Regions from separate parts of the Anser cygnoides genome. Here region 1 is linked to region 2. The links are chromatin contacts, called in public Hi-C maps. All regions are on one chromosome and are shown on one strand. Each heading gives the region's core, a stretch centred on a gene start, on an enhancer-like site or on the middle of the called end of the contact. The rest is flanking DNA. Distances are from core to core; before and after follow the strand shown. Region 1 holds the start of NDUFAF6 (NADH:ubiquinone oxidoreductase complex assembly factor 6). Region 2 holds the start of DPY19L4 (dpy-19 like 4).

Region 1 (3,431 bases), core at 690-3,189, 160 kb after region 2:
TGAGAGGAGTATTGAAAAAGGCCATGAAATGAGCTCTTTGACACAATTTTATCATTAAAAAATCATAGAAGCCCCTTATTAAGCTTAAAATTTCATATACAGTGTTAAAAGTAACTCCATAAAACATTAACTCTAATCATTATTTTCACTACACTGGCAAAACAAAAGTCTAACTGGCTAGAACCAAAACAGACTTGAAGAAGCTTTTCAATAACTATACATGATATGTGAAATATTTGTTTAAAGAAAAAAAAGTGTAATTTAATGAGAACAGTAAAGGTACAGAATGGCAAGAAACAAATTCAGTGAACTGAGAAAGAGGTCAGGATTATTGTTTTTTATAAGATACCTGGTTAATTCTTTTCTTACTAAGGGTTTAAATCAGATTAACACCATTTTGGTTCATTCAGAGATTAACAAAAGTTAATATTTTATAAGATTTATTTATAATACCCTTGAGGTTTAGAGTATGTTTATGTAACCCTTCTGCCAGGAATTGGCAGCAGCTGAAAGAGCTGGATTCATTTATCTAGGGGTTCTCTCTGAAAACTTAAACAACAGCAGTTTCAGCCTCCACCCAGAAATCTACCAAAGCTAAATGACCTCCTTTGGGTGCCCTGACAAACAATAAATCCTGCTCAAGGCATAGCAAGGGTTTAAAACAAGGTCCAGAGTTTCAAGACAAAGAGAACTTCAGAGACGAGGGAAAGAACTGAGGGAAAGGGACGAAGAAAGACTCAGGATAAACCCACAAGAGCCACTAATCGATAAACCAAATAATGCTGGAATGATGTTCCCAGCCTTCCTCTCCTCCTCTTCCCTTTGTTGTCTTGTCATCACACAAAATAAAGGCTTGCTCTCATTTCCAAACAGATGTCTTGTAACTTGAATGTCACTGCCCACTCAAAACCTCCCCCATATTTACTGTGTGGCTTCAATAATTTTCAGCTAAGCAAATGAACATGCATATTAGTGCCCCAGATCAGGGAGATCCTACTCACTTTCCAGCTCATAGTCTCCTGATCGTGCCAATTCCCTGTGCTGGCATGTATTCTCACCTGACCACGTAGTGAACTGATTCAGAGCAGCAAACTGGTAGAAAACTTCCTCAAGAAAACAAAGAGAGAGCAGTGAATGTTCTGCTGTTTTAATCCCCTGAATCAGCTCCATGTAGTATTAAATGAAGGAAAAGCTGGCACTTGGGAGGAGGATGGCAAGGCTGGGGATGGAAAGCTGGTCTGTTGCTACTTCTACTAATAACTACCCACAGTTTGGGTTGGCATGGTTTTAAGATGAAACAGCTCTTAAGCTTGTTGGTACTTTTGTTAATTTGTTAGTTTATCCTCAGATAGGCCAAACTTTGAAGGGACATGACTGCTCTGCCTGTGACTACAAGACTAAAATGACCGTGTTGTGATGTGAGTCAGCTCTGCAGAGGGACCATATCCAGCACAAGGTCCCAGCAGTGTCCCACAGCCTGCACCTGGAAGCTTTTAAGGTGTCTTTTAGGGATGGCAGCTCTAACCTAGTGTGTCAGGTCTCCCTTGTCCCCGTGTTCATGTGCCACCGCTGTGTTGTGGTGTGCTGGCTCTCTTGCCCGAACATGTTCTGTGTACGAATACTGCTGTGCCCAGCCTGTCACAGCTTGGGACTGCTCCAACGGGATATTTTTATCATTCAGATTCCTCAGATTTGTGGGGTTTGAACACGTGAGTGCCGGGTTTTCCGGAATTTCTTTTGAGGGGAATTCAGCTCAAGCCCATGCCAGCGGCGACCGCCCCGGGAGCCGGGGTAAACTGAGGCCAGGGCGGCGCCGAGGAAGCCATTTGCAGGACAACAAAAGGCTGCACGGCCAAAAACCCCGGACAGAAATAACGCATTCTTGGGTGCCATCTACCGGTACCTTCTCCCTTAAACTTTTACACCGGGCCCTTCTGCGACCCTTCGGCACTTTACGGAGCCGATCTCCGCCTGAGGCTACCTCAGGGTCCTGTCCCAGCGTCCTCCCACCCTCCGCCGAGCCAAGAGGGCGCGGGACCCCCGCTGCGGGAATCGTGTGGGGAAAAGCGGCCAAACCACCGAGGAGCCGCCACTTTACAGAGGACACGCTCCCAACCCTCCCCGTCGAGGGGGTGAGGAAGGGGCCGTCCCCCTCGGCTGCGCGGGCCGGGGTGAGCGACAGGAGGGGCGGAGCGGCAAAATGGCGGCCGCCGCCATGGCCGCGGGAGGGCTTCGTCCAGCGCCGTGCCACCGCCTGGTGAGGGCGGCGGGGGCCCGCGGCGGGCAGCCGTGGCTGAGGGAAGGCAGGGCGGCCGTGGCGGCGGGCTGGAGCCGGCCGGAGCCCGGGGGAGAGGTGCAGTACTGCGCCGAGCTGCTGCGGTGAGTGCTCGGGGGGGAGGCCGGGCTCCGCCGCCCGCCCAGCCCGCCTCGGGGGTGGGGAGAGCCGGGGACGGGGCCGGGCGGTGAGGGGGAGCCCGGCCCGGTCAGTGAGGGTAATCCGGCCCGGGGATGGGCCTGAGGAAATCTTAATGTGGGCCGGCTCCTTTCGTTGTGGGGACACCGACCTCCCCTTTTCGGGGGACGTGCGAGGTCCTGAGATGCCCCGCGGAGTGCCAGGGCCCTGCTCCTGTTGTGGTCTTTTCTCCTCGAGTAATATCGGGACCGCAAATAAAAACCTGCGGTGGAAACTGCTGGATAAATATTGGAACTGCAAGGCTGATTTAATCTGTAAACAGTGTTTTTTTTTTTTTTCTTCCTTCTTTCACAGCTGCTTTTCTTCAGAAGCATTGGACGTTTCCATTTGATTGTTTCAGATTATGCAGTGAAAGATCATCGAAACGGGCATTTAAAAATAATCAGTGCTTTCAGGTCTTGGTTACTGGGAAATAGTCAAACTTTCCAAGGACTCCTTGGAAAAACGAGCAGAGGAAATCCCCCAGCTGGACAGACCTGAAGTAGCTGTCCTGACCTTAAAGCAGGAGGGGGAGGATGCAAAAACATCTTTTCAAAAGCATCTGCCTTTGGTCAAAGCCCAAGGAGCAGGAGCACAGGCCGGAGGCTTTCAGGTCAGGGGACGCGTCCTGCTTTGCTTCTGGAGCTGCAAGCGATGTGCAACGCCCTCTGCTTGTTTCCTAGTCCCCAGGAGTTCAAAGGTACAGGGTTAGAGGAAGAAACCCATCTGCTGTGTAAAGACTCCTGCTTTCTATTTGGATGCTGTTGTTGATGAAAGCAGAGAGAAGGCTTCGAAGTGTGTATGGAAGGAGTGGAGCAGGATAGTCGTCTCCAAACCGACAGCTGTAAAAGACACAAAGTCACATGTGGTCAGCAGTAGTGGTTGAAGTGGGACAGCTAATGCAGAGAAATGTGACCACCTTAAGTTTTCAGCGAAGCAGCAAGCTGCAGATCTTTTCGGGTGCATCAGAATGCATAGC
Region 2 (3,394 bases), core at 208-2,707:
TGAAACAGCGAATACAAAGGAGGCTTAAGAAGACCAAAATTTACAGCATAACTGTACAGTCATTTGTTTTACTCCTGTCCATGTATTAATGGTCTGATTACAAATATTTAAAACTATTATTGCTGTTTTGATTGCAAAGATTATTTGTGTTCATTCCAGTGACTTATAATAGAATCAAGTTATGAAAAAAAAATAAGACAGATCAAACCCAACTACATTAAAAATGCAATGGATAATTTATGGATCATTAAAAACATAAGCAACTCTTTTAACTATCCAATAAATCAACAATTGCAGAAGTATTTTAAATTTTATTAAAAAACCCAGGAAACTTATAAATCTCATTTTACGCTCCAACAGGATACACAAATTGGTTTAGTTTTTCCTTTCAGCTGCTAGACGAGAAACCAAATCAGTTTTCCAGCGGCTCATCCGACAGTGGGCTGACTGCAGGAAGACATGCAGCCCCCAAGGGGCGATTGGCACAAACCTCTCCGACAGCTTGTCCAACAGTTTGCTTCTGTGAGGTTGAAACAAGCCCAGCTGCTCTGCTCGGGGTTGCACTCTGGTGCGGACAGAGACGGCTGCTGAGAGCTCCCGGGTCACAGCCTCCCAGCCCCGAAGCGAGCCCTCGGCTGACTGTGCCTGGGCAAACTCTGCACACACACAGGCGATGACATGCAGGCACCTCTCAGTTATGTCATTCTGTTTGTTTCTGAGCTTTTAGGTAGCAAGCATCAGGGCGTCTTCAGCAATCTTTCAATGTTGAGTTGGTACTGCCCTGCTCCCAGAGGTGATGACCCTAATCTGGTAGTTCAGGGCACGACTCCCTCAAAGGGTGGCAGTACTTAGCCCAGAGCACACACAGAATCATGGCATCATTAAGGTTGGACGGGACCTCCAAGACCACCTGGTCCAACCATCCCCCTACCACCAACGTCACCCACTAAACCATGTCCCCAAGCACCACGTCCAACCTTTCCTTGAACACCCCCAGGGACGGTGACTCCACCATGCAGGGAATGACGTCTGCATGAGGGTGGTGAAGCCCTGTACACCTCCACACGCGTACCATAATCATTAGAGAGAGATCCCCAACCTTTAACGTTTATGGTCTGACCCAATTGTCGGCAAGACAGAGGAAAATGTAAGATGACCTAGCTAAGCATCAGATCTTACCCCAGCCCTCCACCTTCTGCCAGCCTCTTTCTGCCAAGACTAAGATCTGAGACTAAGAACTCTAGACCAAGATCCTATAAACCTTTGAGCTTCTTGGCACCCTTTCAGCACACAGGGCTTTATATACTCTCTGCAATAGGAACTCACGGTGACCACCTGTGGGTAAACCCTTAGGGGGACCTCCTGAGGCGTGTCCCCCGGACGTGATTCAGGGGCTGTACCACCCCAAGCGCCCCCAGGACGTGCTTCAGGCTCCGTACCGCCCCGAGAGCAGCAAAGGAGCAGGTTACACTGCGACACCGGGGCTCTGCTCCCACCCCAGCCGCCTGCCCACCGCCGGCTCAGCCGCGGGGGGCGCCCCTTCCCTCAGCGGCTGGGGCAGGGCGCCGCCATGTCGCGGTACGCCGCGGCTGCGCGCCGGCCGCCTCCCTTCGCCCCGCCGCCACGGTTCCGCCTCCCCTTCCACACACGGGGCGCCCGGAGGCGGCGGTAGGAAAGCCGGGGCCGGGCCGCTTCCCCTCGCCGGGGTATGCGAGAGCGCTGCCGGCCGCGGGGCCGACGAGAGGCGGGCGGCGGCGGCGGCCGGAGAGCGGGCGGGGCGGCGGTGTCGCCCCCGAGGGAGCAGCGCGGGGCCCCGGCGGCGGGCGGCGGCGGCAGGCGGGCGATGGAGGAAGGTGAGGGGCCGGGCGTCACCGCCATCCCTCGCCCCGTGGCGCTGCCCCGCCGCCGGGGAGGCCCGTGTGGGCGCTGCGGGGGGCAGGCTTCGTCCCCTTCCCCGCCTCACGCCCGAGGGGGGGCGGCCGGGGGCAGCCCGGGGGCGCGGGGCTCCTCTGTGCAGGCAGCCCCTATTTGTTCGTCCCTAGGGGTTTTCTGTGGGGTGCCCCTTTGTGGGGCTGGGGGGTGGCGTTTGGCTTAACTGGGGAGCACGGCCGGGAGTGGGCACCTTGAGGAACAGGGGAGCAAAGGAGCCGTGCGCCGCGCTGTGTCCCAGCTCTCCTGATTTTGGAGGCGTTCTGGGCTGGATGTGGCTCCGTGGCAGCAGCGCCCAGGGGTTTGTGCTGCTGGGGTGCACACATCTGCCCCTGGGGCTGTGCGAGCTCTGTGGTGTGAGCTCAGAGCCCTGAAGGCCACGGTGTGCGGCGGGGGACCTGCTGCTGGCCTGGCGCACGGCGTCCGGGCCATCGCTTCTGGTGCCAGTGCTGGAAAACAGAACCCCTCTCTGGTGTCCGTTCACCCTGCGGGTGCACTTCGCTAGCTTGTGGGTCTGTGTTGTGCTTCTCCTGGTCATCTTTTTCTGCAGACTGAGGAAAATATCCTAACACGCTTACCTGAGATGTGAATGGGAGCCACTGCGCAGCCTTGATCCTTATTGGGGTCCCTCTCTGAAAGTTTCCCAGTCCTGCTTTATCCTTCTTCCAATAAGAGGACAAAAATCGCAGATAGTGGTCACTTTACTGGTAAAAAATGGATTAAAAGAGTGGCACGCAGGAGCAGTGACTCTGCAACAGAAACACAAAACTAAGTGGAACACGAAAAAACTTAAGGGAACTTGCAGGGAACTGGGGAGCGATCGTGGATAAAAAATTGCTTGCTGGATAGAGAGATGCTAGAGGCTGTGTCGTCAGTTCAAAATGCTAGATTATTTTTAGTCGTCACCTTGGTTGACTTTCATTTCACCCCGTTTAAAAGGATTCATGGAAGTGGAGACAGCATTTTTCTTGTTTGAGGCAGCTGCAAATTAAACAGAAATAGCATCCTTGGATCTTTCTTTATTATTGCTTCTTCTGAAGGGGGAAATCTATTGAGCAGTTTTCAAATTGTGGTGAAGATCACTTGCTGACTGAGGTGTCGTGGTTTCACAATTAGAATTTGAAATTTTTCTTTCTTTAGGAGTTTTCTATTGCTGCTGCTGACTCTAGACTTTGCAAGCATCTTACGCTTCTAATTTGGTTCACTAATATGCTAAAAAAAAAAATGAAAGAAATGCATTTTCCTCCAGCGTTCTCACTGCTACTTCTTTGGTCATCACTAGGATGGCAAGGACAGACAGTTGGCTTTCCAAGCAATCTGCACATTCTGGTGATGTAAATATTTTCTCCCATTTTATCTTGTCCGATACCAATGACTTCCAATTGCAGTGCACTCTGTGTTTGCATTGCTGATTGATTTAAGGACGCGAAGAGTTACCAGTGTACCTTTCGTTTTGGATTGACCT

What was found. Hi-C and Micro-C count contacts between places; a contact is called where the count stands out from the background.
Region 1: a contact with region 2 is called in a Hi-C map of liver, with 2.0 times the contacts expected there. The contact joins the promoter of NDUFAF6 here to the promoter of DPY19L4 in region 2. A contact is called at or near these places in 3 of 7 Hi-C or Micro-C datasets (granulosa cells and liver).

Annotation. Positions count from the first base shown.
Region 1 is chr2:139,299,426-139,302,856 of Taihu_goose_T2T_genome, forward strand. It overlaps NDUFAF6 (NADH:ubiquinone oxidoreductase complex assembly factor 6), which reads left to right and starts at 1,940. Exons shown (of 9, transcript XM_066990608.1): 1 at 1,940-2,132.
Region 2 is chr2:139,140,792-139,144,185 of Taihu_goose_T2T_genome, forward strand. DPY19L4 (dpy-19 like 4) reads left to right here and starts at 1,458. Exons shown (of 17, transcript XM_066990600.1): 1 at 1,458-1,853. The coding sequence starts at 1,709.